Regions from separate parts of the Macaca mulatta genome. Here region 2 is linked to region 1. The links are chromatin contacts, called in public Hi-C maps. All regions are on one chromosome and are shown on one strand. The core of a region is the stretch at or near the end of the contact, and the rest is flanking DNA. Distances in the headings are between cores, read along the strand shown. Region 1 holds the start of STK10 (serine/threonine kinase 10). Region 2 holds the start of UBTD2 (ubiquitin domain containing 2).

Region 1 (3,962 bases), core at 955-3,454:
TCAAAATATCTACAGTATCTAATATTATGTTCCCTTTTCATTTTTATTTCTTCCAGTGAATATTTCTTTCACCAATTTTTTTTCTTTTTCTTTTCTTTTTTTTTTTTTTTTGAGATGGAGTCTTGCTCTATTGCTTAGACTGGAGTGCAATGGTGTGATCTCGGCTCACTGCAACCTCCATCTTCTGGGTTCAAGTGATTCTTCTGCCTCAGCCTCCCAAGTAGCTTGGATTACAGGCGTGCACCACCCTGCCCAGCTAAGTTTTGTATTTTTCGTAGAGCTGGGGTTTTGCCATGTTGGCCAGGCTGGTCTTGAACTCCTAACCTTAGGTGATCCACCCAGCTTGGCCTCCCAAAGTGCTGGAATTACAGGTGTGAGCCACTGTGGCCAACCTTTTTTTTCTTTTTCTTTGACTAGTCTTGTCTATTAGTTATTTCAAAGAAGTAGCTTTGATTCTATTGAACCTCAATGTATTTTACAATGCTATTGAGGTATAATATACACAAAAAATTCATTTATTTACAAAAATGAAAGTTTGAAATTCAGTTATTTTTGGCAAATTTACTAAGTTATGAAATTGTCCCCATTGTGCAGTTTTAGAACATTTTCATCACTCCCAATTAGACTGTTTATTGTTCATGTACAGTGAATTCCCATTTCATACCCTGTTCCAGGCAACCATTAATCTACTTTCTGTCTGTATGGATTTGCCTTTTCTAGACATTTCATATAAATGGAAATTTATAGAACACAGGATTTTGTGTCTGGCTTCTTTCACTTAATGATATTGAATGAATGAATCTCTCTCTCTCTCTCTCTCCCTCTCTCTCTCCCTCTCTCTCTCTCTCTCCCCTCAAGCTCTTAGAGCTGGTCAGAGACCTCTGACCTTCACAGCCCTCCAGGCCTACAGCTTTCGGGAAGTCAGAGCCTTCATCTCCTAGTATGGAACAACCTCCTTGGTCTCCCCACCCCTTTGGTATGGCTTTCAGCATGTTCTAGGAGGTTCAGACAGCGCCTGACTCAATGAGAACGGTCAGCGATGAGCAGCATTTCCTTCTTTTAAAGACCGTCTACAATTCCAGGCACTCCTGCAGCTGTGGAAACATTCTGAACGGCTTAGCAACCTTTACTCAGGACACTCTCTGTGCCGACCACTACCAGCATCGCAGGCTTCTTTAGCTGGCTTTCCCAGTGGAAAACCATGCTTGGTGTTTGAACACTGCTCAAGAGATATTTTCCAACAAAGCACCGAAGAAGGGGCGAAAACACCTCAACCCAGCCGTTCTCTGGGGTTGGAGCTACTGAAGTGTGACATTCGCGAAGACTCAACTTGTTTATGACACAGGGTCCAAATAATAAGCCTTGCAGACTGCCCGCCCCCAGCACTCTCCTTAGATTCAGCTAAAAGCATGTTATAACCGTTTATAGGACAAACAGGCAACAGTAGCAGTGAAGTGACTCAGGTGGCCATGATCGAGAAAGGTGCTCAAAGAAGACTTCCGTTTGATCTGTATGTAGTGCACTCATCTTTTTTGAAACCAGGACATTAAAAATTAGAATAAAGTTTTTAATATGCAAATACATCTGCAAACCCATCATGAAGCATAAGATAAATCACTGCCAAAGGAGCTCTTTCTTCCAGCTCTTTAATCATGGCAGGTTTGTGGATCGCGGACGGGGAGGCCCTGGAAAGCAGGACCGCGCCAGGAAGCCGGGGCCTGCAGGGACTGGCCGCGGCTCCACAGGCGCTGCCCGTCGCACACTAGGAGGCAGCACCGCGCCGAGGAACCCGCAGCAGACGAGCAGCCAGCGTGTGTGCCCGGGGCGAGTGCCCTCGCCTGCGGGCGTCCCCATAGTAAAAGTGGGGGCGAGGGCAGCCTCGCGGGATAGCTGCGGGAGGATTAAATGAACAAGTGCAGGTTCACCTTCTGGGCGCTGACAACGATCCGTGGGCTCTCGCGAAATGCCAAGTCGCCGTCCCCTTCGCTCCCACAAAAGTTCTGGGAGCCACAAGGCGCGGCGGGCTGGCTCCTGAGTCCATGAGCGGTCCCACCCAGCGGTCCCCGAAGCTTCTCCAAAGCCCAGCCCGCGGCTCGCGGCGCGTGGTGTGCGGGGACTACAGTTTCCAGAGTGCCCTGCGGCGACGGGCGGAGCCGGGGAGCGCCCGCAGCCAATTAGGGGGTCTCGGGGCTCTGCCGGGGAGCGGCAGGTGGAGCCCGGCCGCTGGGCGGGCGCGGGGACGGTCCCCCGGAACGGGTCCGAGGCTCTCGCAAGCAGGGCTGCGCCGGGCGGGGGCTGCGGGGCCGGCACAAGGGAGGCGGCCCCGGGGACCTGACAGGGCGGGGGCGGGGACGCCGCCGCCTGCGCGGTTCCGGGTGCTCCCGGCGCGGCGCTGCCCAGGGCACACTTGACCGGGGTCGGGCTGCAGGGAAGGGCGGGTCTGGGGAGAACCCCGAGAGCCGCGGCGTCCTCCAACTCCTCCTCCTCCTTCTCCTCGCGGCCGCCGAAGCCACAGCCCGAGCCCGAGCCCGAGCCCGAGCCCGAGCCGGCGCCACCGCGCCCCCGGCCATGGCTTTTGCCAATTTCCGCCGCATCCTGCGCCTGTCTACCTTCGAGAAGAGAAAGTCCCGCGAATATGAGCACGTCCGGCGCGACCTGGACCCCAACGAGGTGTGGGAGATCGTGGGCGAGCTGGGCGACGGCGCCTTCGGCAAGGTTTACAAGGTGAGGGCGCTGAGGTGGGTGGCCGGACCCGCGTCGAGGGGCTCCGGAAGGAAGGGATGCCCGCCCGGGACCCGGCCAGCCTGGCTCCGGCTCCGAGGGCTGCCTGGCTCTGAACTCGAGGTCCCTGGCCCTCATGCTGGTGACTCTTGTTTTTTGGGGGGAACGTCACTCGGCCAGGCCGAGTCCCTGCGCTCTGGGCGCCCCCTCCGGGCACGGCTGCCGCCCCCACCTTAGCCCTGTTTCGGAGCACTTCCTGTGTGTCCTGCACTGCGCTCGGCGCCGCACGGGGAGACAAAGGGGCGCTGACAGGACCTCAGCATCCGAGAGGGCCACTCGAGGAACCTTCCAGGGACCTTCCGTAAAACGGCGATAGGGGCACACACTTTTTTTTTTTTAAGAGAGACTATACAGATGCTGTGGGAATATCGAGGCGATGTGGACCGAGAAACTCGGCTGCGCTTGGAAGGGTTGGGAGCTGGGGACACATCTGAAGATGAGCCAGAGACAGGGAAGTGGGGTGGACGAGGGATGGCCCCTGGAGTGAGAGGTGGGGCTTGGAAAGGTGGGTTGGGGCCAGGCAGAGGGGGAGGTCAGGATCTGGTGAATGCTGAGCCTCGGGGAACAGATTTGATTCCGTCGGTCTGAGTCACAGCTGGGGAGTCTCCCAGCCTGCAGTCACCTCTCCCCTAGAGGAAGACTCGGCAGAGAGCTTTTGTGGAGTGGGTGGGGCAGAGCTGATTTTGTCTAGAGAAGTGTGGCAGCAAGACCTTAGTTTCTGCTCCTGAGAGCTAATTTTGAGGTGCTGAGTTGTTTTAGGGAGCGAACACCTACAGCTTGACTCCCCCCTTTCCCCTAAGAAAATTTTTACTGGAGACTCCCTCTTGTTAAATTGGCGTATACCTCCAGGAGACCACCTCTCTCCTAAGCCACTATCCTCCTCCTTGGGGCTCCTGTAGCTTGTAGGCCACTCTGACCCTAGGATTGCCCTTCTATAAGGCTGGACCACAGAGAAGCCTTCTCCAGCCTTCTCCTCTGACTTGAAAGTAGTCTATCACCTAGTTACCAGGGTAGTTCCTAGATGACCAGTGTTACAATAGCATCATTTGGGAGCTTGTTAGAAGTGAACAATCTCAGGCCCAACCCAGACCTGCTGAATTAGAGTCTGCATTTTAATAAGATCCCAGGTGATCCCTAAGCAAATAGGTTTGAGAAGTACTGCCCTAGAGGCTTGGAGTGGT
Region 2 (4,192 bases), core at 947-3,446, 110 kb before region 1:
CTGGGATCACAGGCGTGAGCCACCATGCCTGCCAGAAACTTCAGACCATATAGCTAGCACACGATGGAAGCCAGATTCCAATCCAGGAAGTTAATAGCCAAGCTGGGGTCCTGACTGCTACACTACACTGCCTCCTGGGAACATGCGTCTCTAAGATAAAGGCAGGGTGGAGAACATCTATTGCTGAGAATCTCTCCCCGAGATTGCTCTCTTCCTAGTGCCAATTCCTCAGTGCTCATCAGAGAGTCCTCATCATTTGGGTGCCTACCATCTGTTTAATAGACATCGTGGAAGTCTTGGTTTCTGCAATTTCTAGAGTGAAATTCAGGACAAAGCAATCTCCTTGCAAATATTCAGCATGCAGCTTCTCTTCAGGGAAGTGATGGAGTGATGCGTCTGCCAACGTGTATACTCAGTTGAAAATGATCAGATAGAAGGCTTTGTGACACAGCCCCTGATGTCAGAGCAACCTCTGAAAACTCATAAAAACATCGGTTGCATAAGCTCTTTTTGGAATGTTCAGGACCACAACTGAGGACAATACTAATTCTTCAGGATGAGTTTAATGTAGCAGATTTCTACATCTCACGACATTTCTGTGTTTTAACCTAAGTGTAGGTTTTGTTTGTCTAATGTCTGATTATCAAATGAATACGGAGATCTAAATCTTTGTATAATATCTTGGTCTATTTCTGTGAGCTAGATTCCCAGATGTGGAATAATCCCGAGTCAAAGGATATGAACATTTTTAAGGCTCTTGATCTGCATTGCCAAATTGCTTTGCAAAAAAGATTGAACCAATTTACACTCCCACCAGCAGTGTATGAGAATATATTTAAATGCAAATCCCAAGCTGCAGAACATCTCTTTCTTAGGTATTTCAACTTAAAATTTTTTTTTTCGTGCTAAGCAAAAGCTGACCCAGGATGTTAAAAAAAGAAAGTCTGACATAAAAATGGAGCAGATAGTTAAAACAGCTTCTTAGGCAGAAATAAGCTTTCGAAAGGCCCAAGCAGGATGATAAAAATTTTAAGGCATCATAGCACGAAGCACAATTCTAAAGGGACCATTAACAGTTTGGCTGAGATTGGAAAAGTAACCGCCAAGAATGCTGGGCGTGGTCAATGTCCCAAATTCTAGATTAGAAAAAGCAGGGTGTTTCACTCATTTACACTTCACTTTCGCCTAAGGACGATTTAAGATACCCAAAGGCAGGATCTTGATAAGTAGTATTGTTTGAATCAGTAATCCCGTGAAAATGAAAGAAATCCACGCCCCCTGAACTAAGGTCAGCGTTTATCTCTTCTTTCCAGGCGTTCCATCAGGACGCCTCGCCTCTAATCTCAGTTCGGTTTGCCACAACTACCGCCTCCACCCCTAATAATGGGGTCCCATGATTTTAGGGAAGACACGGGTGGGCAGGCAAGAGGAAGCCCAGATTCGGGGTACCAACCCACAGAGCGCCATATAAATTCAAAAGGTGCTGGGACCTCAACGTTCGGCCCCCCGAGCCCGTTATTTGGGAAACCGCCCCGTCCCCGCCTGCGAGTCTTCCACGACTACTTCTCGGTTCCCCCGTGCTACCCGCTTCCACCGGCAAGAAGAAACCGACGGCCGAGGAGCCAGGAACTCGATTTCGCCCCTTCCCACTCCTCTTTTCTCACTTTTGTTCGGCTTTTCCTGCTTTCCCTCCCTTCTCTCCTTTCTTCGCGTCCTCCCTCTCTCCTCCTCCCCTCGCCTCCAGTCCTCCCCCCACTGAGCCCCCTGCGTCCCCTCCCCCGCCTCACCCTCGCACCGCTCCACCCGCAGCCCCGCCCTCAGCCAATCAGAGCGCGGCCTCCAGGGGCCCCGCCCTTCCCCGGCGATTCCGGGCGGGCCGGGCCGAGCCCAGGCCGTGGGTGCGGAGGGCGGCGCCGCGGGGCGGGGGCCGATGGGTCCTGGCGGACGGGAGGCGCCGGCGCGGGGCTCGCCTGGACGCGGGTGTGCGGGGCTGTGAGGGGGCGAGGCGGGCGCTGCGGCCCGCCCGGGATGGGCCAGCCCTGGCCTGGCGGGGCTGAGCCGAAGGCGAGGGCGGCGCGCGGGCCAGGCCTGCCGAGCGGGCGGCCCAGGGGCTGAGGTAGAAGTGGGCGCGGAGGAAGGGGCCGAGCCAAGGCGGTGGGTGGAGCGGCGAGGGGGGCGGAGGCTGGGCCGCGGCGGGCGAGCGGAGCGGCGCGCCTGTCCGGAGCTCGGCGGTGGCGCCGGAGGAGGCTGCGGCGGCGGCGGCCCGGACGAGCGTCCGGAGGTGGCGGACGAGGCGCCGGGGGCCCCCATGGGCGGGTGTGTGGGCGCCCAGCACGACTCCTCGGGCAGCCTCAACGAGAACTCGGAGGGCACCGGAGGTAGGTGAGCGCCAGGGGGCAGCCTCGGCCCCCCATTGTTCCCGGCCAGGCCCGGCCACCTGTCCCGACCCCCGCGGGCCCCGCCGGGCTCCCGTGCCCCTTTGTCATCCCCTCTTCCACGTCATTCCCCGCGCTCCGCTTCCGGCTGCCCTGCCGGCCGCGGGGATCGCCCCTTCCCGCCCCAGCTGCGAAGAAAAGTCCTCTGAGCGCCGGGGACGTAGCCCTCGGCCTCGCCGATCGCTCCGCTCGGCTCGGGGAAGTCGGACCCGAAGCTGCCCTTCTGGCCACCTCACTCCCTCTCCAGCCCGTTTAATTATTGAGAAACAGGATGGCGGCGCCGGGGTTGCGGAAAAGCAAATTGATGGCGGGGGGAGGGAGCTTGATGCGTTCCCTCCAACGGGCCCCGCCACATCTTTCCGCACCCTTCCTTGTTCAGTGGAGTTGGCTGGTCTCAGCTTTCCTGAGTTTCAGATGACAGCTGCCCCGGTTGGTTCCAAATTGGCCATTTAAACCCGCGAGTTTCTGGAGCTCGGCTGGGGGAGACTCCAGTGGCCGCAGGCATTGTATTAAGGAGGGGAGGGGAAACGGTCTTCCCGGGTAAAACGTGGCTTCTTGCTAGAGCTTGGGGGTGTTAGGCCGGTGTGCTGTCGGGGTGGGCTAATCAAATTCCCATCTGGCTTACGTAGAAGGAAAATTATGCAGGATAAAAGTACAAATGCAGTTGGACTCTGACTTACCCCAGTAAGATTAGTACTTTAAAAGTTTTCTAACACGGGAACGCACATCTACTTTATAGTAAAGGCGTGCTGAGGATAGGTATTTTAATTCAATCAGTAGTAGTTGTAGTATGGCAGTATAATAATAAAATTAGTTCTACCTTTATTTGACCTTTGGTTACGTCCATTCTGTAAAATATTTTAGTTATAAACAGCCTTTAGGCAAAGATGATAGCGTTGGTTTGATTTTTGACCTAATGTTAGCCGCCTTAAAATGTGCATGTTTGTAAATTTTTAAATTGTTTGGGTGTGGGAGGGTTTACAACTGTTTCTTAGCATACTGACATTTAGACCAGTTGCTTGCCATGTCACTTAAGCTCTCTTCACAAACCATGTACACCTAAGTTTTTTGACTGATGGATTTCCTGGCTTCCATGATGGTTAGCCATGCCACTTTATTAAAATCTATGGGTATCCTGTATGGCTAAATCCTGGGTAAATAACTTGAGAACTCAGTGAAAGTTGTCTTGAAAAAGTCCATGAAAATGCTACTTTATAGTGTATTTTATGTCGTAGCATTATTACTGGCACATTGAGACCCTCAGTGACAACAAAGCAGGAAGATAAAAAGGGCATGATTTAAAACAGCCTTGGGTTAAGGTCAAATTGGGGGTCAAAATGAATCTTCCTCTAGTTGTGGTGGTCATTAATGGTTCTGAAATATATTAGTATTTGTTATAGCTAGTGTTTGGTTTTAATTAAATTTTTTTCACACTCATTTTAATATTGTCGTAAGCATTTTGTTCTTCTCGGTAATGCATGTGGATTAATTTATTTAAGCCTTTTGGTAGTGTGACTTATGACCAGACAGGCATTATTAATATGGGCTTTAAAAAGCGTGAAATCTTAGCTTTGGGTAATTTATTACCAGTGGTATCCAGTTAGATAGCTATAGTATCAGTTTCTTTGAGGACTGAGTTCTCTGGACCATAAGCTGTGCTATACATAAAGTTTAGAAAAAGGAACATCAGCCACCAAACGTCTTTGTATTCTTTTGGAGAGAGTGCATGGGCCCTGATGTAACTGGGGTTGGGGAAG

The links. Hi-C and Micro-C count contacts between places; a contact is called where the count stands out from the background.
Region 2: a Hi-C map of cortical neurons shows a contact between it and region 1, with 2.9 times the contacts expected there. The contact joins the promoter of UBTD2 here to the promoter of STK10 in region 1. A contact is called at or near these places in 3 of 14 Hi-C or Micro-C datasets (cortical neurons, fetal cortex germinal zone and liver).

Annotation. Positions count from the first base shown.
Region 1 is chr6:181,042,872-181,046,833 of T2T-MMU8v2.0, reverse strand. It overlaps STK10 (serine/threonine kinase 10), which reads left to right and starts at 2,204. Exons shown (of 19, transcript XM_028849917.2): 1 at 2,204-2,724. The coding sequence starts at 2,569.
Region 2 is chr6:181,148,947-181,153,138 of T2T-MMU8v2.0, reverse strand. It overlaps UBTD2 (ubiquitin domain containing 2), which reads left to right and starts at 2,196. Exons shown (of 3, transcript NM_001194090.2): 1 at 2,196-2,378. The coding sequence starts at 2,309.